Regions from separate parts of the Mus musculus genome. Here all the other regions are linked to region 1. A link is a contact called in public Hi-C and promoter capture Hi-C data. All regions are on one chromosome and are shown on one strand. Each heading gives the region's core, a stretch centred on a gene start, on an enhancer-like site or on the middle of the called end of the contact. The rest is flanking DNA. Distances are from core to core; before and after follow the strand shown. Region 1 holds the start of Yju2 (YJU2 splicing factor). Region 2 has its middle 3.6 kb from the start of Vav1. Region 3 holds the start of Tnfsf9 (tumor necrosis factor (ligand) superfamily, member 9). Region 4 holds the start of Dennd1c (DENN/MADD domain containing 1C). Region 5 holds the start of Crb3 (crumbs family member 3).

Evidence for each region. Promoter capture Hi-C pulls out the DNA fragments that hold promoters and counts their contacts. A called contact is a pair of places that touch in the nucleus more often than the background predicts. Capture Hi-C pulls out chosen DNA fragments and counts their contacts.
Region 2: a contact with region 1 is called in a Hi-C map of B cells, with 6 read pairs. The contact joins the enhancer-like site here to the promoter of Yju2 in region 1. A contact is called at or near these places in 1 of 39 promoter capture datasets (hippocampal neurons), 1 of 484 Hi-C or Micro-C datasets (B cells), 1 of 115 datasets of contacts at active chromatin or transcription factors (pro-B cells) and 1 of 9 other capture datasets (adipose tissue).
Region 3: a contact with region 1 is called in a promoter capture Hi-C map of liver, with 2.7 times the contacts expected there. The contact joins the promoter of Tnfsf9 here to the promoter of Yju2 in region 1. A contact is called at or near these places in 3 of 39 promoter capture datasets (embryonic stem cells, hippocampal neurons and liver) and 1 of 115 datasets of contacts at active chromatin or transcription factors (microglia).
Region 4: a promoter capture Hi-C map of liver shows a contact between it and region 1, with 2.9 times the contacts expected there. The contact joins the promoter of Dennd1c here to the promoter of Yju2 in region 1. A contact is called at or near these places in 3 of 39 promoter capture datasets (embryonic stem cells, hippocampal neurons and liver), 1 of 115 datasets of contacts at active chromatin or transcription factors (microglia) and 1 of 9 other capture datasets (liver).
Region 5: a contact with region 1 is called in a promoter capture Hi-C map of pre-B cells, with 5 times the contacts expected there. The contact joins the promoter of Crb3 here to the promoter of Yju2 in region 1. A contact is called at or near these places in 3 of 39 promoter capture datasets (liver and pre-B cells), 1 of 484 Hi-C or Micro-C datasets (the HL-1 cell line), 1 of 115 datasets of contacts at active chromatin or transcription factors (astrocytes) and 3 of 9 other capture datasets (adipose tissue, liver and pancreatic islet).

The regions. Positions count from the first base shown.
Region 1 is chr17:55,956,689-55,961,842 of GRCm38.p6, reverse strand. Yju2 (YJU2 splicing factor) reads right to left here and starts at 2,656. Exons shown (of 8, transcript NM_028381.3): 1 at 2,582-2,656; 2 at 1,030-1,130. The coding sequence starts at 2,605. Gm16712 (predicted gene, 16712) reads left to right here and starts at 2,442. Exons shown (of 3, transcript NR_108021.1): 1 at 2,442-2,709; 2 at 4,867-4,981. It overlaps Ebi3 (Epstein-Barr virus induced gene 3), which reads right to left. Exons shown (of 5, transcript NM_015766.2): 5 at 4,821-5,154. The coding sequence ends at 5,066.
Region 2 is chr17:57,272,886-57,278,039 of GRCm38.p6, reverse strand. No RefSeq gene overlaps it. Among named protein-coding and RNA genes, the nearest start is that of Vav1, 3.6 kb to the left of the region's middle. Within about 2 kb of position 2,474, at least 206 of the 459 cell types and tissues checked have an H3K27ac peak or open chromatin away from gene starts, as enhancers often do. A contact at or near this core is called in B cells, adipose tissue, hippocampal neurons and 1 more, where this site is marked.
Region 3 is chr17:57,102,520-57,107,673 of GRCm38.p6, reverse strand. It overlaps Tnfsf9 (tumor necrosis factor (ligand) superfamily, member 9), which reads right to left and starts at 2,289. Exons shown (of 3, transcript NM_009404.3): 1 at 1,814-2,289; 2 at 1,388-1,424; 3 at 1-633. The coding sequence starts at 2,242. The coding sequence ends at 170. It overlaps Gm11110 (predicted gene 11110), which reads left to right and starts at 1,732. Exons shown (of 4, transcript NR_033508.1): 1 at 1,732-1,776; 2 at 4,190-4,324.
Region 4 is chr17:57,075,360-57,080,513 of GRCm38.p6, reverse strand. It overlaps Dennd1c (DENN/MADD domain containing 1C), which reads left to right and starts at 2,016. Exons shown (of 24, transcript NM_153551.2): 1 at 2,016-2,124; 2 at 3,509-3,573; 3 at 3,653-3,696; 4 at 3,818-3,867; 5 at 5,026-5,145. The coding sequence starts at 2,108. It overlaps Tubb4a (tubulin, beta 4A class IVA), which reads left to right. Exons shown (of 4, transcript NM_009451.4): 4 at 1-453.
Region 5 is chr17:57,059,132-57,064,285 of GRCm38.p6, reverse strand. Crb3 (crumbs family member 3) reads right to left here and starts at 2,055. Exons shown (of 4, transcript NM_177638.5): 1 at 1,913-2,055; 2 at 1,520-1,691; 3 at 588-649. The coding sequence starts at 1,592. It overlaps Slc25a23 (solute carrier family 25 (mitochondrial carrier; phosphate carrier), member 23), which reads left to right and starts at 4,423. Exons shown (of 10, transcript NM_025877.4): 1 at 4,423-4,765. The coding sequence starts at 4,613.

The sequences.
Region 1 (5,154 bases), core at 1,407-3,906:
CTACAAACACCTCTGGCTTAGTCCTACCTCAGGGCCTTTTCTCTGCTGTCCTGGCAGCCTGAGATTCTAACACTTCCCTGACTGTCCGGCTGGCAGACCACCTGCCCTGCCTGCCTCATGTGTCCTTGTGTTACTACAGAGGATGGGTATGACTCCCACTCCCCACCAGCCTCTGAGGGTCAGGAGGCTCCCCTCGCCCCATCAATGATACGTGCCTGACAACTGCCTGCAGAGGAGTGCGGTGGTGTGGATGAGAATGGTCCCTAAGAGTCATAGATTTGAATGCTTAGTCACCGAGGAGTCTTGGGGGGTCGGGAGGAGGAAGATGATTAGGAGGTGTGGCCTTGCTGGAGAAGTGTCACTAGGGGTGAGTTATGAGGTTTCAGAAACCCACAGCACATCTGGTGTTTCTCTCTTTCTGCCTGCAGATCAGGATGTAGTCTCCAACTACTTCTCAAGCACCATGACTGCCATGTTCCCCACCATGGTGACAATGGACTAACCCTCTGAAACTGTAAGCAAACTCCAATTAGATGCTTTCTCTTCTAAGAGCTCCCATGTTCACAGTGTCTAAGACAGGAGCAAACAAAGAAATGAAGACAAGATATAATCAATTAGTCACACGGACAGCTTCTCCATCCTCAGTGACTGTACAGGTGTGACTTACAGGATTGTGATTCTCACACACAGTCAAGTGTGAATAACTGTCTGGTTCAAAGCTGGTTGAACCCAGGAAAGTGGGGGTGAAGGTCTAAGAGGAGGCTGGCAGCCTGCCTGGGATGAGATGGGAGACAGGCTCTGTCAGAGAAGCTGGCTACAAGAGATCTGCAGGCAGATGCCATAGGTGGTGCAAAGGCCCTGGGCAGGAGGAGGGCTGCCACTAGAGGGTCCAAAATCCTGCAGGGCCAAGTGTCACTCTGATTTTCTACTGAGATAGGGGTTGGGGACTCTGTGAGGGTGGGAACTATTATCTTTGTTTGTTGTTTCTCCAGAGAATCAGCCTCCAGCCTCATGTCCCCAGGGATTCACCTCATGTTGAAGGGGGCCATCAGACGCACCACATACTGCCGGTCCTTGGGTAGCTTGAGTTTCGGGATCTTCGATGGGTCAAAGTCAGGTGGGTAGTATTTCTGTGGAGAAGAGGGCGTTGCTGTTTTCTGGTGCTCAGGTCCCATACGGGCAGGAATGGGGTCTGAGAGCCATGTTAGCAGACGCAGGATACTCTGGTTTAAGGGATCTATCTGCTCAGGATTCAGCTTGCTGGAGCCTTTCCAGACATGAGCTGTTTGAAGCACAGTCATGAGAAGAGAAGTTGGGACAGGGAGGAGTGCACAAGCTTCCAACACAAATTATATAGTGTGGTGGGTCACTTTCCTACGCTGTGACATGCCTTCTAGGGAAGGTTCTAGAGGCCCAGGGTTTGCAGTAAGGGTGGACCCCTGCTGCCTATCACATGATAAGATTCTAGACACTCATGAGGAAATGGAGGCCCGACATAAATCAGACCTTGTCAATGGTGGCCTAACCTGCACTAGGGTACCACACAGGCTGCAGGGCACCATCCCAGGGCAAAATCTGGCCAGTGAATCTCCTTGGGGAGAACAGGCTCTGGCCTCTCTGTGTGCTTGGGAGGCTGGGGTGAGGCGCACAGGGACAACCACTCTGGGTTACTGGCATGCCAATGTCCAAACCCAGCACCCGGGAATTTGAGACAGGGGGCTGAAGAGAGACAACTCCCCTCTCCCCCAAAAAGAAGCTATGTGGACCACCAACAAGGAGGCTCTGCTTTTGACACCTACTGGCAACCAGGCTCACGAGAGAGGAAGCTTTGCTAATTCAGGCGGTAGACGGGAATGATGGTGTACAACTGTCATACCAGCACTCAGGAGGCTGATGCAGAACTGTGAGTTTACAGTCAGCCTGGGCAGTGCACACAAACGTGCTGCACAGACAGACATGAAGGAAAAACATAAAGTGAAAATAAAACTAATCCTTTAAAAAGTGAATATAGCCCATCTTAGGTGTACAAACTTTTGGTCTGTGAGTTCGAGGCCATTCTGGGCCTTCTGTGTACAGTGAAACCTTAACCCAAAGCAAACATTTAAAAAACAGATCCAGGAAATGGAGAGCAAAATTTTCCAAGAGTGGAGACTGAGTCACCCCAGAAACCCCAACATGATGTAGACATCTCTGCAAAAGGTTTCGGATATTAATTCAACAAAAGCCGGGAAGAACTGAGGTGACCAACAACATCCCCTGATCTGATCTGGGGAAAACCCACAAAGAAGCAGTCCTGCCCCCAATTGGGTAAAGTGACAGAAGCTCCGCTTCCCTGGTGATGATTGGTTACTCACGAAGCTGGGGGGGGGGGGGCGGGGAGAGGGGGAAGCTAACGACCGCCCCCAAAAATGTGATTGGCAAGAGTTTGGAAAGCTCCCGCCCGACTGGAAGACGCGCGTGCGTGTGCGTGCGTGTGCGCGAGAGGGGCTTGCAAAAGGAAATGACCGGAAGGAAGCACGCCTCGCCCGGAGCCCTCGCACACTTCACCCTCTGTAGGAACATTTAGACTCTGAGCACTTACGTTTAAAACTTTCCGTTCCGACATTTTCGCTTCCTGTCCAGCGAACAAGCGAAGAAGCGGTCCTCAGTCTACGGGGAGTTTCTCCGATTCAGCGCCTCAGTGTCGCCACTTCCTAAGCCGGCTCACTGGTTGGTGCCTACCCGCTTCATCGTTCTCATTGGCTGCAATCTTTGTCGATCCGAGTCGGGAGTGCGCTTCCGTTCCCTTCCGGGTGCCGGTAGTTGAAACCCGAAATAAAGGTTCCGGGACATGTGGATCCTGTGTGCGCTTATCTAGCACACTGAAAGGATGGAGAAAGCTGCCTGGGATAATAACATTTTCTCTCCTAACTCTGATCAACAATGCTGTTTGTTTTTTTGAGTCAGAGTCTCACTGTGTGTCCCTGGCTGTCCTGTAACTCACTATGTAGCTCAGGGTGGTCACAAACTAAAGGAGATCCTCCTGCTTGTGAGTTCTGGGACCAAATAATTAAAGGCCACCATGTCCCGTTCTGGTGTTCCTTCTTCTTAAGTTTCTTTATTTCTGCTGCTGGGGATGGAATCCAGGGTCTTTGCATATGCCAGGCAGGCACTCTACCACAGAAAACACCACCCAGCGCTCTAATGCTGGGAGGTAGCCTCTCACTAAGATGCCCAGGCTGGCCTGGAGCAGACTCTGCAGTCCAGCTTGGCCTTAAATTTGAAACAATCTTACTGCAAGCCTGGAATCAGTGACCTGCCTGGTTTTCATTGTGTTTTGTTGGTGGTGGTGGTGGTGTGTGCGTGCGCGCGTGCGTTTCTTCTTTCTTCTCCTTTTTTTTTTTTTTTTTTTTCGAGACAGGGTTTCTCTGTGTGGTCCTGGCTGTTCTGGAACTCACTTTATAGACCAGGCTGGTCTCGAACTCAGAAACCTGCCTGCCTCTGCCTCCCAAGTGCTGGGATTAAAGGCCTGTGCCACCACCACCCGGTGCGTTTCTTCTTTTATGAGAGAGGAACTCACCACGTAATCCAGGCTGACCTTGAAAACTCAGTAGTCCTCCCCTCCCTCTGACTCCCAAGTGCTGGGTTTACAAATAAGAGACACTGTGCCCAACTCTTTTTACTTTTTTCTTTAAAAAATAGTATCTTTGCTGTTGTTTTGTTTTTGTTTTTGAGACAGGGTTTCTCTGTGTAGTGCTGGCTGTCCTGGAACTCAGTCTGTAGACCAGGTTGGCCTCAAACTCAACAAAGATGCGCCTGTGGCTGCCTCTAGTGTTGGGGATTAAAGACATGCACCACCACTGCCAGGCTTAGTATTCGTTTTTTACATTTGTTTATTTATTATTTGTGCCTACAAAATATGACAAGCCCCAGCATTGAGCCCAGCCCCCATTGCTCCTCCTCCTCCTATTCTTTTGGTCTTTTTGAAACAGGATTTCTAGGCTGGTCTTTAGCTTGCCACCATCCTCCATCCCTACCCCCACCCTCGATATCCTCATTTCAACAAGGCTGGGCTTTGTCCTATTTTCCTCTTAGCTGAGGAAACAGGTGCTAGGGGTGTGTCTCCAACATTCTCCTACAGGTAGCTCCTGTGCCATGTCCTTTTGCAGGGCCTTGCACCTTGCTCCATCCTCTCCCTTTCTCCCACTTTCATGCCCCCCTTCATGCACTGTACCATGTGGAATTCCTTTTTGAAGCTAGCACCATTCTGTGTCCCCCCAGGCTCCTGACCCTCGAGCCACATTAACTTCTTTTTGTCATGAAGGCCTTGTTTGGGGGCCCGTGGAGATGACTCAGTCGGTGAAGCCTTGGAGGTATGAGGCCTTGAGGTGTGCTGTGTGCACACAAACACAGACAAGCCCCAACGTCACTCACTCCATGGACATGATGGACAGACAGGGATAAAGAGGCGCTCCTGTGCTGGAGCACAGGCTGTTCTAGCTGAAGACCCAGCAGTCACCCTGTGGACCGGTACTCCTGCTTCACGGGCTCTGGCGCCCTCGTCTGGCCTCAGTGGGCACTGCACATAACCCTTTACTTATATTTGAAAATAAAATATTTAAAAATTTAAAATGGGCAAAGAGGAATTCTTAATTTTAATAGTAATTCCTATTGGGTGGTGGTGCACGTCTTTAATCCTAGCACTTAGGAGGCAGAGGCAAGCGATCTCGGTGAGTTTGAAGATAGATTGGTCTACAGAGTCAGTTCTAGGTCAGCCAGGGCTACACAGAGAAACCCGGTCTCAAAACAAAGAAACAAAGAAACAAAACAAAACACCACGATGATGATGATTCTTATTTAATCCGTCTTTCTAATTAAATCACAAAGTTCACAAAGCCCCGCACCGGCAGAAGAAGAAAGATCATCCCACAGGGTTGGAAATTGAGGTCTGAAGAAGTCAAGTGAATTATCCAGTGCTTCGGAGCAGCCCAGTACATGGAAAGTCAGTATTCAGACTCAGGACAGGCCACCCTGCCACCCTCAAGTAGACGACATCAGGGTCTGATATCAAGGATCCAGTCCCTCTTCAGGGCTTATGGGGTGCACTTTCTACTTGCCCAGGGAGGCTCCAGTCACTTGGTTTCCCATAATCTGTGAGGTCCTGAGCTGACACCT
Region 2 (5,154 bases), core at 1,225-3,724, 1.3 Mb before region 1:
ACATGGGGGAGTAGGTCCTCTTTTTTTTTTTTTTAAAGATTTATTTATTTATTTATTTATTATATGTAAGTACATTGTAGCTGTCTTCAGACACTTCAGAAGAGGGGGTCAGATCTTGTTACGGATGGTTGTGAGCCACCATGTGGTTGCTGGGATTTGAACTCTGGACCTTCGGAAGAGCAGTCAGGTGCTCTAACCCACTGAGCCATCTCACCAGCCCAAGGGAGTAGGTCCTCTTTCCACCATGCAAGCCCCAACGATTGAGCTCAGATCATTAGGCTTGGTAGCAATCACCTTTGCCCACAGAGCCCTCTCACCCTCACCACCCACTTTTCCTTTTTTCTTTAAAACTTGTATGTGTGTGTGTGAGAAAGAGAGAGAGAGAGAGAGAGAGAGAGAGAGAGAGAGAGAGAGAGAGAGAACACTATGGCGTGTGTGTTGAGGTGGCAGGACAGCCTCAGTGTAGACCCTCTCTTCCACATACTTAACATAGAGTCTCTCTTACTCCTGGGCTAACTGCTCCTGGCTAGCTGAACTTCCAGAATTGTCTCTGCCCCCATCTCGTCTTAGGAGCACTGAGATTAAAGAGCACAGACTACCTCCTCCTGCTTTAATTGTGCCCTAGGGATTTGAACTCTTGTCCTCTCATTTGAGTAGCAAGCATTTGACTGAACCATCTCCCCAGCCCCCAAATGTCATTTTTTTTCCCTTAAGTCTTCCTAAATTTTAAGCCACAGCCCTCCTCCACCCTTAATTATCATACTATAAGCCCACCTTCCCTGCTGTGAGTTCTCGTCCGAGTCAAGGTCACCAGTGCCCTTCCCTGTCATTTATTAGTTGATTTGTCTAACAAATATGTACTGCTTTCCTGACCATAGCTTCTCAGGAACTAAAATTACCTTGGCAAGCAAGCCTCTCCCTGACTAACCCACCAGATTCCAAGCCGCTTCCTTAGCACCCCACCTTTTATCCTTATGGCCTCTAGGCGGCGCTAAACGGCTTCACTGGACCAGCTTGAGTCTCATTTACGCACTGAGGATATGGGTAGGGGTGGGCACAACCTGAAAACCCTCCCGTTTTGCAACCTTACAGGCGAGGACAATTTCTATCCCCTATTTTTGGCGTCTGTGACTTCCTACGCGTCCTCTCCCTCTTCTCTAAACCGGGTAACAATTTGTTTTCTTTGCACGCAGTTAGGGTAGGAAGGCCAGGCAGTGAAAACAAAACAAAAACGAGAGGCAGCTGGAGAGCGCCCACTAGGTTTCTAGATTCGAATTCCATCTCCACCACTTCCAAGCTGAGGTACATTTGCACGAATGGCTTAGTTCCTCTCGTCTCGTGCTTCGATCTCTCCATAGAGAAAATGGGGGTGAATGGTACACGTCTCATTCCTAGGAGGATGTAACTGAAAACTGAGCCGTTGAGACAAGAGAAGGCAAGCCGAATTGTCTTGGTTTACCGTAGGAGTTTAATGAGGGCTGCCTCTATTATATAGAATACTTTACTAAAGTCTCATGTAGAGCTCAGACTGACCTTGAACTTCGTGATGTATCTAAGGCTGACGCTGAAATCCTGATTCCTGCGTGCTGGGCCAGTGTACAAACGTGGCCTTTGAATAAACGTAGTATTGCCTCTCTTGCCGCAAATTCCCAACCCTCGACTTCCTCTAACTCTTCTCCAGCCATCAGGATACAGCCCCACCCCCAACCTGAGAAAAGATTCCCTCTTTCCTCGTCCTGGTCCCAAAATCCAGCCCGATCCCGTCTTTAGCGGGAGGCTGTCGCCTTTCTCACAATTCCAAACCGGGGCGGGGGCGGGCCTGGAGGAAGCTGCAGGTTTGACGCCACAGCCCCAGAGCTGCCCTGAACCGACTTGAATCCCTGGGGATTTGGAGAGACAGCCTCAACTCGTTCAGGGAGACATGGCATGTAGTAAAAGTCATTCCAGAGCTTGAGGCTGGCCCTCAGTGGGCAGGGCGCTCTCTCAGGTCAGTCCCAGCCACCACATAAACCAGATATGGCACACCTGTCATCCCGGCTCTCAAGGATCAGGAGCCTAAGTCATCCTCGGATACATAGCTGAGTGCTATAAAGGAGCTGGGAGATAGGAGAAAAAAACGAAGAGGAAAAAGAAAGAAAGCGTAAAAATCGTTCTAGTTTCCCAAACTTCAGCACTAGTGGGGCGTGGCCGTGAGGAGGTGGGGCGTCTGTTTAAAGAACTGGACAGTAAGTAAGGGCCACTTGGAGATGCCAAGGAAAAGAAATAAAGAGAACAAGACAAACACGCGCGCGCGCACATGCACAGGCGCGCGCGCACGCACACACACACACACACACACACACACACACACACACACACACAGAGGTTCAAAGGGAGCGCGGCTTCCGACGGGGACTTGTTCCAAAGGGGCTGGTTGAGCGCCTGGGAGGTTCCTATGGAGGCGGGGCCTGACGGAGAGGGCCTCGATGGGGCGGGGCTTATAGGGGCGGAGCCAGGGGCCGGGGCTGGGCACCAGCCAGGTGAGGGCAGCGGAGGCTGGGCCTAGCTGGGGTGTGGGCATTTCGCTGCTCAGCGGCTGAGCCTTCAGGTTGAGTCCCGTCGGATTCCCCGAGTCCCCTCCAGGTAAGTGAGGAGGTGGTCGTTGTAAGATCCCGGGCTCCCTACTGGTCAGGGTGGAGCCATCAGCCCTTAGGGAGAACCGGAGGATCTATCCAAGACAGTCTGCGGGCGCCGGAATAGCTCTCCAAGTGAATAGCCACGCGTCATGCGTGTCCGGGAACCCAGGCGTGTCTTAGGTGGCCCTCGCGCAGCTCCCAGCGTGTTTCCTGCTCTCTGCGGAAATACTCTTGGCTTCCACTTTCGTGTACGCCATCGCAAATCCGGATCTGCCCCTCCCTCCCTGGCTGGCTCCAAAACCTTTCCTAAACTCCCCTGTGGTCACTGGCTAAAACGGGGCGCGCCTCTTACTGAGTGGTCTCCCCTCCTGGCCTCTTTTTCTGGTCCACTCCTCACCCACATCAGCATTTTGGTCCTGTGAAAAGATCAAAATTAGCCCGTCTAACCGCCTCACTCTTCATTCTCCATACCCCACCACCACGGACCTCTCAGGCATCCCAAAACTTGCCTCAATCTAAACCTAGGTCTCAGCTCCCAAGTTACCGCCTCCTTTCATACTTAAAGAACGCCAGTCCGCGTGGGGCTGGCAATATAACTCAGCTGATGAGGGCGCTTGTCCCTAAAGCCTGCTAGCCTGAGTTCCGTCCCTGGAACGCACGTGAAGATGGAAGGAGAGAGCCTTTTCTACAGATTTGTCCTCTGACCACCATCCTCGAACCTGGGCACCCGGTCTGTCATTTAAATTAATTTTTATATAATGTAAATGAATTTGAATGTTGTTTATTTAAATAAAATTTAAATTAAAAAAAAAAAAGCCTGCTCCCCCTAGCCTTCCTTCTCGAATCTTCCTGTCTCATGGCTTAAACCAGGAGGGACCATTAGAAATTATCTTCGTTCATCTCTCTGTTGGTTGTTGGTTGTAGCTGGAATTGGGGTAACTGAGCTTCCAGGGACAGGCTGATACACAGTAGGTCTTAAATCATCCATATCAGCTTAGTGTGAAAAGTGAGACCCCCCAGATCCCAACTCCACCTGAATCTGTGGAGTGTCTGCTGGAGACTACACCCCTGAATCTTTGTGCAGCTGTGCACAGACACAGTAGACCCACAGATCTCCCTCAAGTCTGCCTATTCCCTTCCCTGTTTCCCCACCCCTACGCTCCCCCGCCCAAGTAAATTATCCCCCAAAAGACCCAGACAATGACGACTCCATCGATTGAGATTTCCAAACTTGAACTAGAGTTTGCGCCTGCCCCCATTCCTCCATTGGCTACTGGAGAAACAGAAAATTCTATATGAGGTGTGAAGTTCAGGACCATGGGGAGTGGGAGGGGGCGGAGTTACCTAGGTGACAAACAGGAAGTGTGCATATTTTGGAGCACACCTGGCTTTAGGTATGCAGCGCGTGCAGCAGCTTCCTCCTGCCTCACCCACCCCACCCCACCCCACCCCCAGGGCACAGGTCTCAGCTGAGGTCGCCTTGCCCCCCTCCCCTCTTTCCAGGAAGTAGTGACTCAAGAAGCAAGAATCCTGCTGTGCACCTCTTCCCAAAGCCTGGGCCTGGGTCACTTCTAGACTCCTAGACTCCTAGACGGCATCTGGAGATAGGGAGACAGACAGACAGACAGACAGACAGACAGACCACACACACACACACACACACACACACACACACAAAACCCTCCCATCCAATATGATTTTTCTGACGTATTTGAGACACAGGCTGACGCTTGTGAAATAATGTCTAAGACCTAAAACCTAACTATCATATACTAACAAAATTCCCAAATACATGGAGAAACTCAAAATGTAAAATTGTAGTCTCTAAGTTTGAATTTCAAATGGGGATGGGAGGAAGGAGGGCTCAGCCTGTGGTTCGGTAGTAGAGCCTAGCATGCATGAAGCCTCAGGTTCCTGACCAGCACTAAACAAGCCCAGCTTGGGGGTTCCTGCCTGTCATCCCAGCACCGGGGAGGTGGAGACAGGAGTTCAAAAGCATCCTGGGTTATATAATGAGTTCCAGCCAGCCTGGGCTACATGAGACCCTCAAAACAATAAACAAAAATTGTGTTTTGTTGGAAAGTAATATATAACATCTTACATCTTGGCAAGGAGCCCACAGATGTGCAGTTCCCATCAATAAAATCGAATATTATTGTTCAATTTTATTTTTACTGTTTGGAAAACTTTTTCAGATTGGGTCTCACTCTGTAGCCCAGACTAGCCTTGACTTAGGACCTGAGGAGGGTGGGGGGAACATTTCTATGACTGTCTGATTAAGCAAGCTTTATTTAGTCTGGCCAGATGGCTGCCTCACCCTAAGTTGGGATTTCAGAGAGCAGCCTCTCAATGGGTTCTGCCACCCCTTTTATGGGGAAGGGTTGGGACTGATAGAAGACAGCTGTTGAGAGAATTGGCTGTTAGCACCTGGACAGAAGACTGGGGCACTCGGGGCTCAAAGCTGCCTTTGAGAACTGTGAGAGAATACATCATGTGAAAAGGTGGGTGGGTATACCTTGTGGGGTTACAAGTTCAGCAT
Region 3 (5,154 bases), core at 1,040-3,539, 1.1 Mb before region 1:
TACTAATGCTATCTAGTGAATTATATAAAGTCTTGTCTGAGCTATGCTCAGAATAAATACCAAGTCCAGTTAAAGACAAGAGAAAGTCATGGAAGGGACCCCTGCTCAGACCCCATAAAACATAGCAGCTTGAGGACTTAGCAACTAGGAGTCACAAGAAGGATAGTTCTCATTCCCATGGGTTGTCGGGTTTCACAAGAAAGAGTCCAAAGCTGGTGGTGTTGGGATAAGACAGCTCCCAGTCTCTGTATGCATCCTGGGCTCCATGCAGATAAGCCCTCAGACCCACACTGAGGCGGTGGCCAGCCTTCAGGAGCAACAGTTGACTCCAGGAACGGTCCACTAACTTGTTCTCCATGGAGCAAGGGAACAGTTCCACTGTCAGGGCCAAGTTGTCAAAGTCATCTACCTGAGGCTTTGCTTGCAAAACAAGAGAGACCCAGCCCTGCACCTTGTGGCCTGTGTTTGTGAATGTTGGACTGAGCTTCAGTTCCAAAAATACGTAGTAGAGCCCGGGACTGTCTACCACCAACTCCTTTTTGTCTTCTTCGTACCTCAGACCTTGAGATAGGTATGAGCTCCCAGCTCCATCTTGGCTGTGCCAGTTCAGAGTTGTATTGCACAACGATGCTTCTAGAAAAAGAACACTGAGTTGCTGAGGGTTGCGGGGTGTGGGGGAGGGGGGAAACCATGGGAATGGGGAGGAAAGAGAGGAGACAAAACAGAAGAAAAGGAGGGAGGGGCCACCCAGAAGGGATACAATTTAAGAAAGTGGTTGTGGAATAAGAACGAGGCAAAGGGGCGAGGGTCTAGAGTGTTAAGAGCGGAGATGCACATGGACTCCTGGAAGGAGCTGAGTAAAGGGGCCACAAGAGGGGAAGGGGGAGAGGAGAAAAGAAGAGAGAGAAATCAGAGGAGTAAGAGAGGGATGAACAAAACTGGGAGAGAGGTGGGATATGGAGAGTGCAGGAAGAGAGTCATCTCTGAGGGCAAATAATTTGACAACTAAGACTTGACAGGGAGAGACTAGGGCTCGGGCTCAATAGGGTGCCTGAAGCCCAAAGGCATTCATTTATCCCAGCCCATTGGAGGTGTTGGCAGCAGGGCGGCCAGCCTCAGCTACATAATGAATTTGGAGGAAGCCTGGGCTACATGGGAGGGATAGAGGAAGGAAAAGAGAAAAGGAGATCTCCCAGAGTCAGCTGGGGGTGAGAATTCTCAATTCTCTGAAAACCTGGATGGGGTCCCAAGGATGACAGTTGGAGCTGTGACAGCAAGTGAGAAAGGCTGAGTAAGTGAGGGAGAGGGACATGACTAGAAGGTTGAACAGGTCCCCTTGTTCAACCTCCCTGCGGGACCCGCTGGAAATAAATCAGGGGGCACTCACGGTTTTTAGCCAGTAGCTTGGCGAACACAGGAGAGCCCTGGGAAGAAAGAAAAATAAAGGTAGATGGTACCTTACATCCTAAAGAAGCAGATAGGAACTCATACGGCCCAGCACACATTGGGGCGTCCAACTTTGGATGGAGAAGGAGAGCCCTGAAGGCCTAAGTGGGACTGAAGGGAACTGCGGTGCACCCTCGGGAGTTCTCCCCCAGGTTTCATAGGTTCATTCAAGGGGTCAAGACGCAAAGGGATTTCCTCTGAGTGCGAGATGGAGAGGGGGTGCTTCAAGCGGAGTAGCAGGAGCAGAGCGAGGCGGGGCGGGGCGGGGCGGGGCGGGGGTGGGGAGGAAGTGCTGTTCTCTCCCTGTCGGTGCAGCGATGCTTCCAGAAGGTAAGAAAGAGTCCCCTAGGGATGAGATGAGCCTCACCTGTTGTGTAGTGTTGGGGCAGCCAATGTGGGAAACAGGGGTGACCTGGTCTGCATTATTCTCTCGGGTACCCAGGTTGGGCGAGGTGGTGATTGTGAGCGCTGGCCGAGGCTCGGTGCGGGTGAAGATAGGAACACAGGCGGCGATCAGAAGCAGCAAAACCAAAGCGACTAGGCCATAGAGCTTTGGGTGGCGGGAACAGAAGTTCAGTGCAGGCGGCCACGCGGCCTCGCGATCCCGAACATTAACCGCAGGGTAGGCAGCATCCGTGGGGAGCGCGGCATTTGTGGGGCGCACAGTATCTGAGAGGAGCGCAGCGTCCGCGAGGAGCCCGGTATCTCTGAGGAGCGCCGCATCCGAGGGGCACGAAGTACCTGCTGGATGTCTGGCATCCGCGGTATCCTCCACATCAAGTGTGTGCTGGTCCATTACCACGGTCGGTCAGTGCACGTCTCCCGCCAGTGCCCGTGCTTTATAGGCTACCGAGGCGCCTTTTCCGGGGAGGGAAGGGAGGGAGGGCAGCCGCGGGGTTCCCGGGCTCCGCGCTCCGCCCCTCGACTCCCGGAACTTTCTCTCCTCCTCCCCCCTTCCCCTCCCCCTTCTCGCCCCTTTCCCCTTCCCTGTCCAGGCCCTGTGCCCGCCCGTCCTTCTTCCCTTTTTGTGTGTGTGTGTGTGTGTGTGTGTGTGTGTGTGTGTGTGTGTGTGTTTGATTTGGTTTAACACTGACACATTAAAGAGCTTTTTATATGATGGGAACCATGTGATATCGGAATCCATTCCCTCCCTGGCCTCTCCTGAATCCACAGCTCTGTCTCCCTTCTTTTTCTGTGTTCCCCACTGGTAGGTTATTTCTCCGCTGCTGATTTTCATTCCTGTTTTTCTGTCTCTCAAACTTCTGTCTCTCTCCTGATCTCTCCTGCTCCCTTTTTCTTCCAACCCCTAGCTCCCCATCCCTGGGACGCCCTAAATGCAGGGGGTTTTGTTGTTGTTTTGTTTTGTTTTGTTTTGTTTTTTGTTGTTGTTGTTTTGTCGAGGACTCTAGGGACATCCAAAACTGCCCACCCATCCCCAGCGGAATCAAAGAGACCTGCTAGGCACCCACTCACTCAGCCTCTTCCTCCCCAGGACCCCATCTCTACCCTGGGCCTTTCCTGGTGTGTCCCCACCCACTTTCTTGGGGCTTCCTGTTAGTAGTCTCTTAGGACTCCAGAAACAGAAGGCTGGAGAGTCCAGATAGAGAAATTCCCCCAGGCAGCGGACACATTTCCAATTTCCCATTCTTTCACTGTTCTTGCCTGAGGTAGAGGCAAAAGGGGGGGGCGCAGAGAAGACCCCCCAAAAGAGGAACTGAGAGATGACTGGCTCTGGGCAAACCTTGGAGACAGACTCCTCAATGTTCTGATCTGGTTAGATCTGCTGAGATGGCTCAGCCAGTAATAGTATAATCACAAGCCTGGTGGCCTGAGTTCAGTCCTCAGGACCTACATGGTGGGAAGAAAGAACTGACACCCAGAAATTTGTCCTGAAAGTGCCCTTTGACCACGACATGCATACCATCAGTAAACATAATTAAAAAAAAAAAAAGTACTGATATAACCAGACCATTTATCTCAGCAGGAAACAACAAGCTATAAAATGGGGAGTTGTTTGTTTCTACATAGGGTCTGGTCTTCGCCTTGCAGCCCTCCAACTCACTAGACAGCCTAGGATGACTCTGAACTTCTGACCCTCCCCAGTATATTGGGATACAGACACAGACAGGCATACACCCTCAAATCCAGCTTCTTCTGTGTTGGGGAAGGAGCGCAAAGCCTCGAGCTTACTGGGCCAAGATTCTTACAACAGAGACCCAGCCCAGGCCCCACCTGCTTTTTTTCCATACTGGGCATGGAACCTACTGAGCTCCCAGCCTGGGAGACGTGCACGGAGCCCCCTCTGGAGACACCAGCCACCCCTTCCTTCTGTTTTATTCCACATCAACTTCCCCTGGGAATTACAGGAAAACCCCAGCTTGGGGTCAGGGGAGAGGTGGGGGAGGTGGGACATTAAAATGACACAAAAGACACTTGGGTGATCTAGAAATTGAAGGTTCCACCCAAGGAGCAGCTGCAGGGCACCAGCGGTGACTCAGCTGTGGGAACTCTGGCCCTCACGCAGACAGTGGTCCAACCTCTCTCTGCTGGACACACACTGCTCAGAGTCAGCCCACACCTACATGACTCTCACGAAAAGGGACCCCTCAATGCCTGGACTAGTTTACCCCTCCCTGCCTCGGCTGCACAGTGAACACATTGTCTCATCCTCATTTGTATCCCTGCCATCATCACAGTGAGAAAAAAAAAAAGGCAGATGAAGACTTTCTCTCTCTCTCTCCAGCTATAACTTCTTCAAAGCCACAGTTTGAAGACTTCCACCTCACAGACTCATCATCCATGTCACCAGGGAACTGGAATCCTGACTCAGCTGAAAGTAACTCCACTCAGCCATCTTTCTCTCCTGCAGAGCCTGAAGGTGCTTTATTATTGGGGGGGGGGGGAATTGGTGGAGTTTCTGGACAGAAAACACACACACACACGGAGAGAGAGAGTTCATACCATTTAGAACAAGCCATGCATGGTATGCACCTGTGAGCCCAGCCTTCAGGAAGCTGAAGTTTGAAGGTTGGAGTTCAAAAACCAGCCTGGGCTACATGAAGAGACACTGTCTAAAAAAACAAAACAAAACAAAACTGGATGCAGGGGGTATGTATTGCACTCAGGAGGTAGAAGCAGATGGGTCTTGGTGAATTCAAGGCCACCTTGAACTACATAATGAGAATGGACCAGCCAGGGCTAAATAGTGAGACAGACAGATAAACACACACAGAGACAGACAGACAGACAAACAGACAGACAAGGGGGATTTTAATATTAAAATTAATTTGTTTTTGAACAGGATCTCGTGTAGTCAAGGCTGGCCTGACATTCCCTATGTAGTAAAGAATAAACTTCTAATCCTCCTGCCTCCATTTCTGGAGTGCTAAATTGACAGGTCCATGCCACCATGTCTGGTGTATAAGATGCTGGGGATAGAACTCAAGTCTCCCCCTCCCCCCTGGCTCACACACAAAGTCCACCCCCTGCCCCTTATTGCTAAGAAGAAAGATTTAGCATCTCAGGACCGTAGTGGTAGTAGTAGTAGTAGTAGTAGTAGTAGTAGTAGTAGTAGTAGTAGTAGTACCGTAGTGGTAGTAGTAGTAGTAGTAGTAGTAGTAGTAGTAGTAGTAGTAGTAGTAGCAGCAGCAGCAGCAGCAGCAGCTAGCTCCCAGATCCTGAGCCAATCTGTTTACAATTAAAACCACA
Region 4 (5,154 bases), core at 767-3,266, 1.1 Mb before region 1:
CAACCTGCCAGGGAAGGGCTCTTCTAGTTCCCATGAGCGCCCCTCAACACATGTACACACACACACACACTCCACCTTCTTAGATCTTGAAAATCCTTTCCTTTATGCCCTGTCCCTTCCCCAGCACTCCTGAACCATTCTCCTCCACCTCTGACATGCCCAGATATTTCTCTAGATCTTAACATTTTCCCCAGCCTCCAAGTCCTCTCACCTTGCCTTACCTCTGACCTCACAGCTACCCACTCCTGACCCAGCACCTTCACTCTGGCTCCCGTAAGTCCCCGTATGTTCCTGCCCTTGTGCCTTAGTTCAGTTCCTACCAGAGAAGTGCTGAAGGACGAGGAAAAAGAGAGGCCTGTTGCCTGGGGTGAGAGAGCCCCTCCCTAAAATCCACCCCACCCTGCTCTCCCCTGCTGACCCTCCATCAATAAATGAGTCATTGCTTTGGTGTGGTTTCTGTTTGATTTAGTTTCTTCTCTGAGTGCAGCTAGGGAGTGGAGGGGCCCACCAGCCACTGAAGATCAGCTCCTGGAGTGGTGGGGTACAGGGATTGCAGAGCCAAACAGACCAGGCTAGACCAGAGCAACTCTGTAGTGTAAGATAAGCCACTTGCACACCAGGAACATGCATACTGGGGCCACAGTCTGTACTTTGGAAAGATGGACCTGAAGGTCACTGGATCTCCCCCATCCCGTCCCCCCCCCCTTTCCAGTGTGGCCACACTGAATCACTGAATGCATCTTCTGCATTTTGTTTGGTTTGGGTTTTGGTGTTTTTGAGACAGGATCTCCCTATGTAGAGAGTTCCAGGTTGTCCTGGGACTCACCGTGTAGCCCAAGCTGGCCCTAAACTCACAGAGCTCTGCCTGCCTCTGCCTCCTGAGAGCTAGGATTAAAGGTGTAGCTGATTGGCTTCTCAAGGATGGGTAGCCACGCTTAAGACTTCTTTTTTTTTTTTAATTTTTTTCAGTATAATATTGATTTTATTTCTAATTGTGTGAATGGGTATCTAGAAGCCAGAGGCTTCAGATCCACTGGAGCTGAAGTTGTGAACCACCCATGTGGTGTTTCACTTACATCCTGTGTGTCTTAATTAGGGTCTCCATTGCTGAGAAGAAACACCATGGCCAAGGCAACTCTTATAAAGGACAACATTTAATTAGGGCTGGCTTACAGGATCAGAGGTTCAGTCCATTATCATCAAGGTGGGAGCATGGCAGCATCCAGGCAGACATGGTTCAGGAGAAGGAGCCAAGAGTTCTACATCTTGATCCGAAGACAGTCAGGAGAAGACTGTCTTTTTTCAGGCAGCTAGGAGAAAGGTCTCAAAGCCCACACCCTCAGTGACACAGCTCCAGGAGTTCAACAAGGCCACACCTACTCCAATAAGACCACACCTCCTAATAGTGCCATTCTCTGGGCCAAGCATATTCAAGCCACCACACTGTACAATAGCAGTACATGCACTTAACTATGGAACTATGTCTCCAATCCCTGAAGCTAACTTCTTGGGGTACAGATGGAACCCTAAATTTGGTAATACCCGGGCCTGTCTGCCTGTCTTCAGTCAATTCTGTGACCTCTCTCAGTGTGCGTGTGGGGGAGTGTCTGTGTGTGCCCATGTGCTCACCTTACCTGGGTTCTGAGCCTCTCCTGCATTTCCATCAGGATTCCTGTGTGACTCCAGCGATCAACCTCTGTCAGCCTCTTTTGCTCTTCAGTGCAGCTGCCCCTTGTAAATGAAACCAAGAAGCAACACAGGGAAATGATGGGGGTGATCTTCACAGGCTTTCAATACCCAGGGGACTCAGAAAGAAAGGGCCTGGGTGTGGCCATGGGGACCATAAGGGTGAAGCTAGACTTCCCAACCTGGCCCTGTTTCCCATAGACCCTGTCCCCACCTAGGCTGTGAAGCCAGGACGCCTGAGTTCCTCACAGAGGGTGGGGGCGGGGGCCTCCTTTGGCTGGGACGTCACCCTGTTAAACTTCCTCTCTCAGCCACACAGGAAACTGAGCAGATCAGGGGCCCAGCCCCAAGCAAACACAGGCTCCCCCAGCCCCAGAAGCACTAGGGGAAAGGGCCCAGCTGGGCCAGCCCTGCAGAGACCATGGGATCCACAGAGACGTAAGAGCTGTCTTCCCTCCATCCTGTGCAGCGAGATTGCCAGACCTGAGCCGGGGTGGGGTTGGGGGAGGGCAAAAAACAAAAAAACTGGGGCTACAGCAGGGGAGGGCCCAGGAAGCACAGCTACCCACTGACCAGAGGGGCTTCTAGGGACCTGATCAGGCCATTCTCTTCAATTTTCCTGGCTCTAGATCTGTGTAATGAAACCAGGGACTTTAGGAGTATGACGCTCCAGTAAGGGTGGGGTTTTTAGGAAGGTGATTTCCAGGAGGGGATAGTCAGTGGTAAGGTGTGAAGGGTATGGTGGGAAACTGTCTGTCAACCTTAGTGGGGGACTCATGGGTGTCTGTGTCCGTACAACAATGAGATGCTTCAGGTGCTCATGTCAGGGTGGTGTGTGTAACCAGATGGGATATGGTATCAGCAAGACAGACACTTCCCTTGGTTTCTGAAAGCTAAGGCCTCAGCATCTTCTGCTAGATGCAGTAGACAGCAGGGAAGAGCAGGCTGTGGGGCTTGCAGTTCAGTGCCAAGACACCTTGCTCTTCTTTCTCTGCTGAGTGTGGGCCGCACAAAAATCTCCCAGAGACACAAGGACAAGCCATAAATATGCTCAAAGGCACAGGGAAAGAAGAGATAGGACTCACATGATACACACCTGAGACTCTGCCGTTCTACCCCACAGATTCAAGAGACAGGCACCAGAAAGAATCATAAGTATGTTCTTTTTATCCAAGTGCTTGTTACAGGCAGACACACTGTCACAGGCATGCCTTTATCTCTGACTCCTCTTGCTACCTTTTCTCTGTCTCTGTCTCTGTCTCTGTTTCTCTCTCTTCCTCCCTCCCTAACTCTCTGTCTCTCTGTTTCTGTGTCTCTCTGTGTCTGTGTCTCTCTGTGTCTCTCTGTGTCTCTGTGTCTCTCTGTGTCTCTGTGTCTCTCTGTGTCTCTGTCTCTGTCTCTCTCTGTCTCTCTCTGTCTCTCTCTGTCTCTCTCTGTCTCTCTCTCTCTCTCTCTCTCTCTCTTGGTCTGTCTGTCTCCCCCTGCCTTCTCTCTCCTCTCTGTCTCTAGCCCTCTCTTTAGAAACAGGGTCTCAGTATGTAGTTCTGACTAGCCTGGAACTCCTATGTAGATCAAGCAAGCCTTGAACTCACAGAGATCTACCTGCCTTTGCCTGGGGGTTAAGGGTACAGCCACCATGGCTTTCTCTCTTTTTCCTTCTCTTCTCTGACCCCGTACTTCAGCAGCATTCACACCTGGCTCCACCCCTCAGGGGGCCCACACCAACACACCTAGTTACACACGAGACAGGGAACAGGAAAACAGAAGCACACAGATACAGACTCAGAACACACACAAGCTAAAGCCCCCTCACGGTCCACAGAAGGCATCCCCCTGCCATGTTTGACTGGTTCTTTGAAGCTGGCTGCCCCAACTCCCTGGAAGAGGGTAAGTTAGGAGACCTGGGGCTGGAGAGATGGGAGGGAGGGTGTGAGGCCGCAAGCTCAGCAGCTGGCCCTCCCTACAGATCCCCCCATCCTGCGGCAGTTCCCTCCAGACTTCCAGGAGCAGGTAGGTATTCCGAAGGCATCCCAGGGCTGGTCCAGCAGAGGGAGGGGGCCATGGGCCTTGAACCCTGAACTGAGGGGCAAGGCCAAGAGGACTGGTGTACTGATGCTTCCTCCCTCTCTAGGAAGCCATGCAGATGGTGCCCAGGTTCTGTTTCCCCTTCGACATAGAAAGGTATGGAGGGGGCAGAGAGGTGGGCACACACACTCTTTGGGACCCAAAGCAGGACCTTAACAACTGAAGAATTATAGGCACAGGGGCACAGGGACCCAAAGACCCAAGAACTGAAGGGCAAAGGAAGCTAGGTGACCCCTCCACGAGGACTCAGAGTTTATGAGTGTGAGTGTGAGTGTGTGTGTTCATGGGTGAGCAGCTGCACGTGGCGGCCAGAGGCAGACCTCAAGTGTCATTTTCCAGAAACCATCCACCTTTTTCTGGTGTTACGTGAGCCATCTTACCAGCTCTACATTGGTTTAGTTTGGTTTTGTTTTAGATTTCTTTCCCGTGTATGGATGTTCTACCTGCACATGTGCACATATACCTGCATACCTAGTGCCTAGGGAGGTCAAAAGAGGGTATCAGTTCCCCCGGAACTTGGAGTTACATGCATCGTGAGCCATGGTGTAGATGCTGGGAGCCAAACTTGGGTCCCCTGTGAGAGCAGCTAGTGTTCTAACCACTGAGCCAACTCGCTGGTCTCTATACACACTCACCTTGGTTTTTTTTTGTTTGTTTGTTTGTTTTTTGTTTTTGTTTTTGTTTTGAGGCAGGGTCTCTTACTGGCTTGGAGGTCTCCAAGGAGGCTTTACGCCATGGCCATCCAGCCCCAGGGCTTTGAAGATTTTACCACCCTGGCTCTGGGGCCAGATTTAATTTTATTCTATTGTATTTGTTATGTGTCCAGGGTCAAAAGATAACTTTGTGGTGTTGGTTCTCTTCTTCTACCATAAGGGTCTCCAGAGACTGAAGCCACACTGGGCTTACATGGGCTTACATGGGCTTACATGGGCTTACATGGCAAGCACATTTTCCTGATGAGCTGCCTTCCCTGGCCTCCAGATTTTCTTTTTTCTCAAAAATGGGTCTGTGGACTGGAACTCCGGTCATCTGTCTTGCAAAGCACACACCTTGGTGGTGGAGCTATGAAACCAGGCTCCAGGATTCAGGGTTCCTGACTCCCAAGAGCCCACAAAATACTGCTCTCATACAAGCCACCACCAAAACCAAAACAAAACAAAAACAAAAAACCCTGCATTCACAGGCCACCTTAGGGGTGAGCAAGGAAGTCAGAAACTAGATGTCCAGTCTCCACCGGAGTCTTTTCCCCTCCAGGGAGCCACCCAGCCCTGCTGTTCAGCATTTCACCTTTGCCCTCACTGACCTGGTGGGCAACCGTAGATTTGGCTTCTGCCGCCTGCGAGCTGGTGCACGGAGTTGTCTCTGTATCCTCAGGTGGGTGAT
Region 5 (5,154 bases), core at 806-3,305, 1.1 Mb before region 1:
ATGATAGCGGACACATGTTAACCCAGCAGAAGGATCCAGAATCCAAGATCCAAGGTCATCTGACTACAGAGGAAGTTTGAGGCCAGCCTGAGCTACACTAAACCACTAAACCATGTATGTATGTATGTATGTATGTATGTGTGTGTGTATATATATATATATATATATATATATATATATATATATATAGTTTTTCGAGACAGGGTTTCTCTGTGTAGCCCTGTAGACCAGGCTTGGCCTTGAACTCAGAAATCCACCTGCTTCTGCCTCCCAAGAGCTGGGATTAAAGGCGTGTGCCACCACTGCCCAGGCAATAAAAAAAATAATTTAAAAGTCAGGGCATCTGCCTAGCACATGGCCTTTTATTTTTCTCTGTATAGGCCTGGCTGTCCTGGAACTCACTTTGTAGACCAGGCTGGCCTTGAACTCAAAAATCCGCCTGCCTCTGCCTCCCAAGTGCTGGGATTAAATGCGTGTGCCACCACCGCCCGGCGCACATGGTCTTTTAATAGTAATGTCTCTCCACTTGTCCCATACTACTCTGGTCTCACACACTTGCTCTTCCTTCTTACACCTTCCCAACTCACCAGGCCCCCGTTGGACTCATCACCTGGGGGTTGAGTTGTGCTATTTGTGAAAGGGTCCGGTGCTGTGGAACAGAAAGAGAAAAAAAAAATCCATGCTGGGGTCTTCTTCACTAGTTATCACTTACACACCACTCAGTCAGACCTTGCAAAACGCCTTCCAAAGTCTCCAGCTGGAATTGAGGCAGCAAGTACAGCCAGGCCACCCACTCCACCCTCGGGTGTGATGCTGGTTTCTCTGGCCACCCTCAGCCCAGCAGGTAATAATCTGACCACCCAGAGTCACCATTGTTAGCCTATTAGAATAGATGGCTTCCAGAACCGTGTCCCCCTCCACCATCACTCCGGCCCAGAACCCTTAAGGACCTGGGCGGGGCTCAACCTTTCCCAGGAGTATGTGACTCACAAGGTCCCCCCACCCCCCAGGCTCCCGAAACTGGAACTAGAGACTGAGGGAAGGTCTGGCTGGGTCCACACCTACGGAGGGCCAGCCCTGTCAGCTGGGCTCCCTCCAGGTCCCCCTGACTGCTTAAGACTCTCAACTATGCAGACTCAGGTGCCCAGGCTCTCCCTCCCCTCCTCCACCTCTGGGCTCTGCCCAACAACCCCCAGCTCCTAAATTCCACAAGACTTAAGGACTCAGGAATTCTAGGCTGCGGGTACGGAGCGTTCAGAAAAACGCTGGTTCGAGCCTCAGCAACGTTAAAAGAAAAAAAAAAAAAAACTGGAGAAAAAAAAACTGGAAAAAAAAAAAGTTCGCAGGTCAGCTAAACTAATTTGAAATTCAGCCCTGAAGCTTTCAAACTTGGTCTCCAAACGCATTCCAAGCTCATTCCTCAGACCTGTCGCCCTCTCTGGGTCGCAAATGCCCGGCACTTCTGAGTTCAACCCGGGAACCCTCCTCCCACCCGAGCGCTGCCCCGGACAGTACCTACCTGTTAGGCTCCAGCCGGAGGGCAGCATCGGCAAACCAAACGCCAAGAGCACCCCCAGGCCTGGGGTCGCCATGAGTTTAGGCGACGAGTTGGTGACGCCAAGGACAGGACTTCCCCAAGGCGCCAATTCCTACCGCATCTTGGGTCGAGGAGGGCACCTGCGACCCAGGACCTGGGGACCAGACCGGGGTGGGGGGGAGAGGGCGCAGCATAGGGTGAGGGGCTGGACTCAGGCTCGGGGCCCAGCGACAGGCAACCCAATCTTGGAGTGCGCTCCCCGCCCTCGGCGCCAAGGGTCAGAGATTAAAGATTAACTCCCCGACCGCATTCTTGGGCCAGGAAAAGGGAAGGAGGAGGTGGGGACAGGACAGGCTGCGCGCCCTGCCTCCCTACCTGACTCCAGCGTCTGAGAGGGACTTCGCTCAGGTTCCCAATCCCGGGTTCCCAGCTGGAACCCCGAGTCTCCGTCCTTCACCCGGTCGCTCCAGATCCCACCCGCCCCGCCCGCTCACGTGACCCGGAAAGTTTAGTCACCCACCTGGGCAAAGAGCGCACTTCCGGCTTGTGCACCTGAGCCTGGCTGAGAGGGGCGGGGCGAAGAGGGCGGGGCCGCGCCGCCAGAGCACCTGTAACGGGAACCCCATTGCGACCCGGAGCACCGCAGAGGGCGGAAATGAGCAGGTGTAAGCACAGGGGTGCATACCCCGGCGGGGGGCGTGGCGACACTCCAGAAAGATACACACTTATAAGAGGCGGGCTCCGATGGGAAACACTGAAGAACTCACACCCTGAAGTCAGACCTGGGAATGCTAACCTGTATTCTAAATGTATTCTGGAGGCTGAGGCAGGAGGACCCCAAGTTCAAAGCCAGCCTGAATAAACCCTATTTCAAAAGTAAAAGGGGCTGGGAGCGTGGCTCGGGGCCAGAACCCCTGCCTTAAATGGCCTAGTGAAGGTCGCCTTCCAAGAATGTCTTAGTGATTGGATCGCCCCTTACTCAGCCATGAATTCCTCCTTAGCATGCCTGAGACCCCTGGGTTCCATTTTCATCCCATAACCAAAAAAATCAACCAACCTGTACAGGACTAGTTTTGTAGAAAGATACATGTAGGCTTGTAGTCAGAGTGTAATCAGAACACCTGCTTAGATTAAACCCGTGCGGTATTAAAAAAAAAAAAAAAAAAAAAAAAAACCGGACAAAGATCTGTGCAGAATCTCGCCCAGCTTAACGGAAGGCCTTATGTCCACACTGAAGAACATCCGTATGAGGTCCACCTGCCAGGGAAGTGTCTGTGAGGAAGCATGGATTTGGGGCGTCTGCGCAGAAGTAGTGATGTCCCACGGCACCCACACAGAAACTCTTATGCATGGAAACATCTGGTAGCTGGTAGAGGGAGTGGGTGGGACTTTCACCTGTTCACCACAGATGTATGGGCACAGCTTGGGTGGGGACCGCATGACCTCTGGATGTATCTTTGGGTAAAAGGTGGTCATGCACCGGATATGATGGCACGTGATTGCCGTCCCAGCAACTGGGATTCCGAAGCAGGCGAACTGCTGCACATTCAAGGCCAGCGAGGCTACAGAGACCTTGGCTCAAAAGGACAATAACAACAATAGCCATAGAGCTGCAGCTGGAGTTCTGTGGCTAGTTTATCTAGCACATACAAGGCTATATACAACACCCATTGTAGTGTAGCATACGCCTTAGATCCCAGGTGGAGCTCTGTGAGGTCCAGATCAGCCCGGTCTACATAGTAAATTCCGTGGCTACATAGAGAGACTGTGTCTTTGAACAAGAAAAATAAATAAATAAATAAATAAATAAATGAGGCGTCGTCCCTTCCTGGGAGTGGTGGTTTAAACTCTGTTTAAATCTCTGCTCTGGCCCTAAATGGGAATCCAGACTAAGATTTGAAGCTTTTGATTTCTCCACTGTAGCGTGGGAAAAGCTAGTGTCACCTACCTACCTCACAGGGTTTGGGGTAGGTTCGTTACTGAGCAGCGAGTGAAGGGCTCTGGCATGCGCAACGCACTCAATGTGAGCTCTTATTTATTATTCGCGGTCAGACGGACGCCCTTCCCCCTGACGGTGAGACGAAAAACTGCACCCGAAACTTGTGGGCGGGACTTCAGCAGGTGCAACCACAGCCGCCGGCTGAGGCCCCGCCTCCAGAGCCCCTCCTCCTGATCGTTATCTTTAGTGGCGCGGGAGATACTGGTCCGCGACTCCCTTTCCAGGCAGGTCTGCAAAGAGCAGCCTTCAGAGAGTCTGAATTGGGGCGCGGCCCCTTTAAGAATGCCTAGCGGGCTGCGAGCTGCGGGACAGGAGGCCGCGGCGGGTCAACCGGGAAGCCCCGCCTAGGTAGAGCGGACCGCCGCAGCTAGGGCGCATTGACCAATAAGGATTTAACTTTGCAGCCGCGCCGCTCGTTGACCTTGCGTTTCTCTCTCCGAGTGTCACCAAGAAAAGGAGGCGCGCGGGCGGAATGAAGTGTTGGGGAGGGAGCCCACACCTCTTTGTTGATCTGCTGTTTCTATCATCGACTGGGGAATCTAACTAGAGCAGGCGGGCGAAAGAAGCTTTTAAACTGGTTCAGAATTCTTTGCGTAGACCTGGGAGAAGCAAAAACTTGAATTTCTGATAAGTGATCCGTTAGAGAGGAAGGTGTAAATGAACAAGATTACGAATCCAATTCCTGACAATTCCCTACCAAAACCATTTAAGGAAAAAAGGGTAAACTGAGGCAAGCAGAGTACTAAGACGGTTGCCTCTCCTACCGTCCCAGGAATGCGCTGTCAGATGTGCAAAACCAGAGCCTCCTAGAATGCTTCCCCACGCCCCCTGCTCCGCCCCCAGCCCCCTCCCCCAAGTAATGCGGGTCGGAGGAGGAGACCAAGTTCTGGCGCGGGCGGGGACGACTAGCATTTATCACTTCCAGCAAGTGCCGGAGCTCGGCCCCGCACTGAAGAGGCTGCGGTGCGGGTGGGCGCGGGAGCTGGCTTTGTGGGGACCCCGGGGGGGAGGGGGAGCCAGAAAGCCCCCGCCGAGGCCGTCGCTGCGGGGCCTCCCCTCCCCCCTGGGCGGGCGCCATGCGGGGGGGCTCAAGCGACGCGGAGCGGCGGCAGCGCTGGGGTCGCCTGTTCGAGGAACTAGACAGCAACAAGGACGGCCGCGTGGACGTGCACGAGTTGCGCCAGGGGCTGGCCAGGCTGGGAAGGGGAGATCCGGACCGTGCACAGCAGGTACTATGGGCAGCGACCACCGCGGCAGGATCCGCCCGCGCCGTAACCGGTGCCCCTTAATGCCGCGGCTACGGCAGCCACAGGCTACCTGTTGGCTGGACCCCACCACCTCTGTCTAGGTTCCCTTCCCTCTGTCCACCCGCGTCTGGCCTGACGTCGCGAAACAGGGCTGCCAAGGCTCCAGGCCTGCAGTGGCTGCGGTTGCCAGGACCCAGCGGCCCCTCCCCCCCCCACCGCCCCCTCCCCCACCCCCTGTGGGATGCCTACTGGGGGGGATGGACTGCAGAGCGGGACGCTTTCCCCTCCACGGCCCAGAGCCAAACCCTCCTCTGCTCTGTGCACAATCCGAGGGGTGACCCGCTCCCACCTGCAGCTAACACAACTTCACA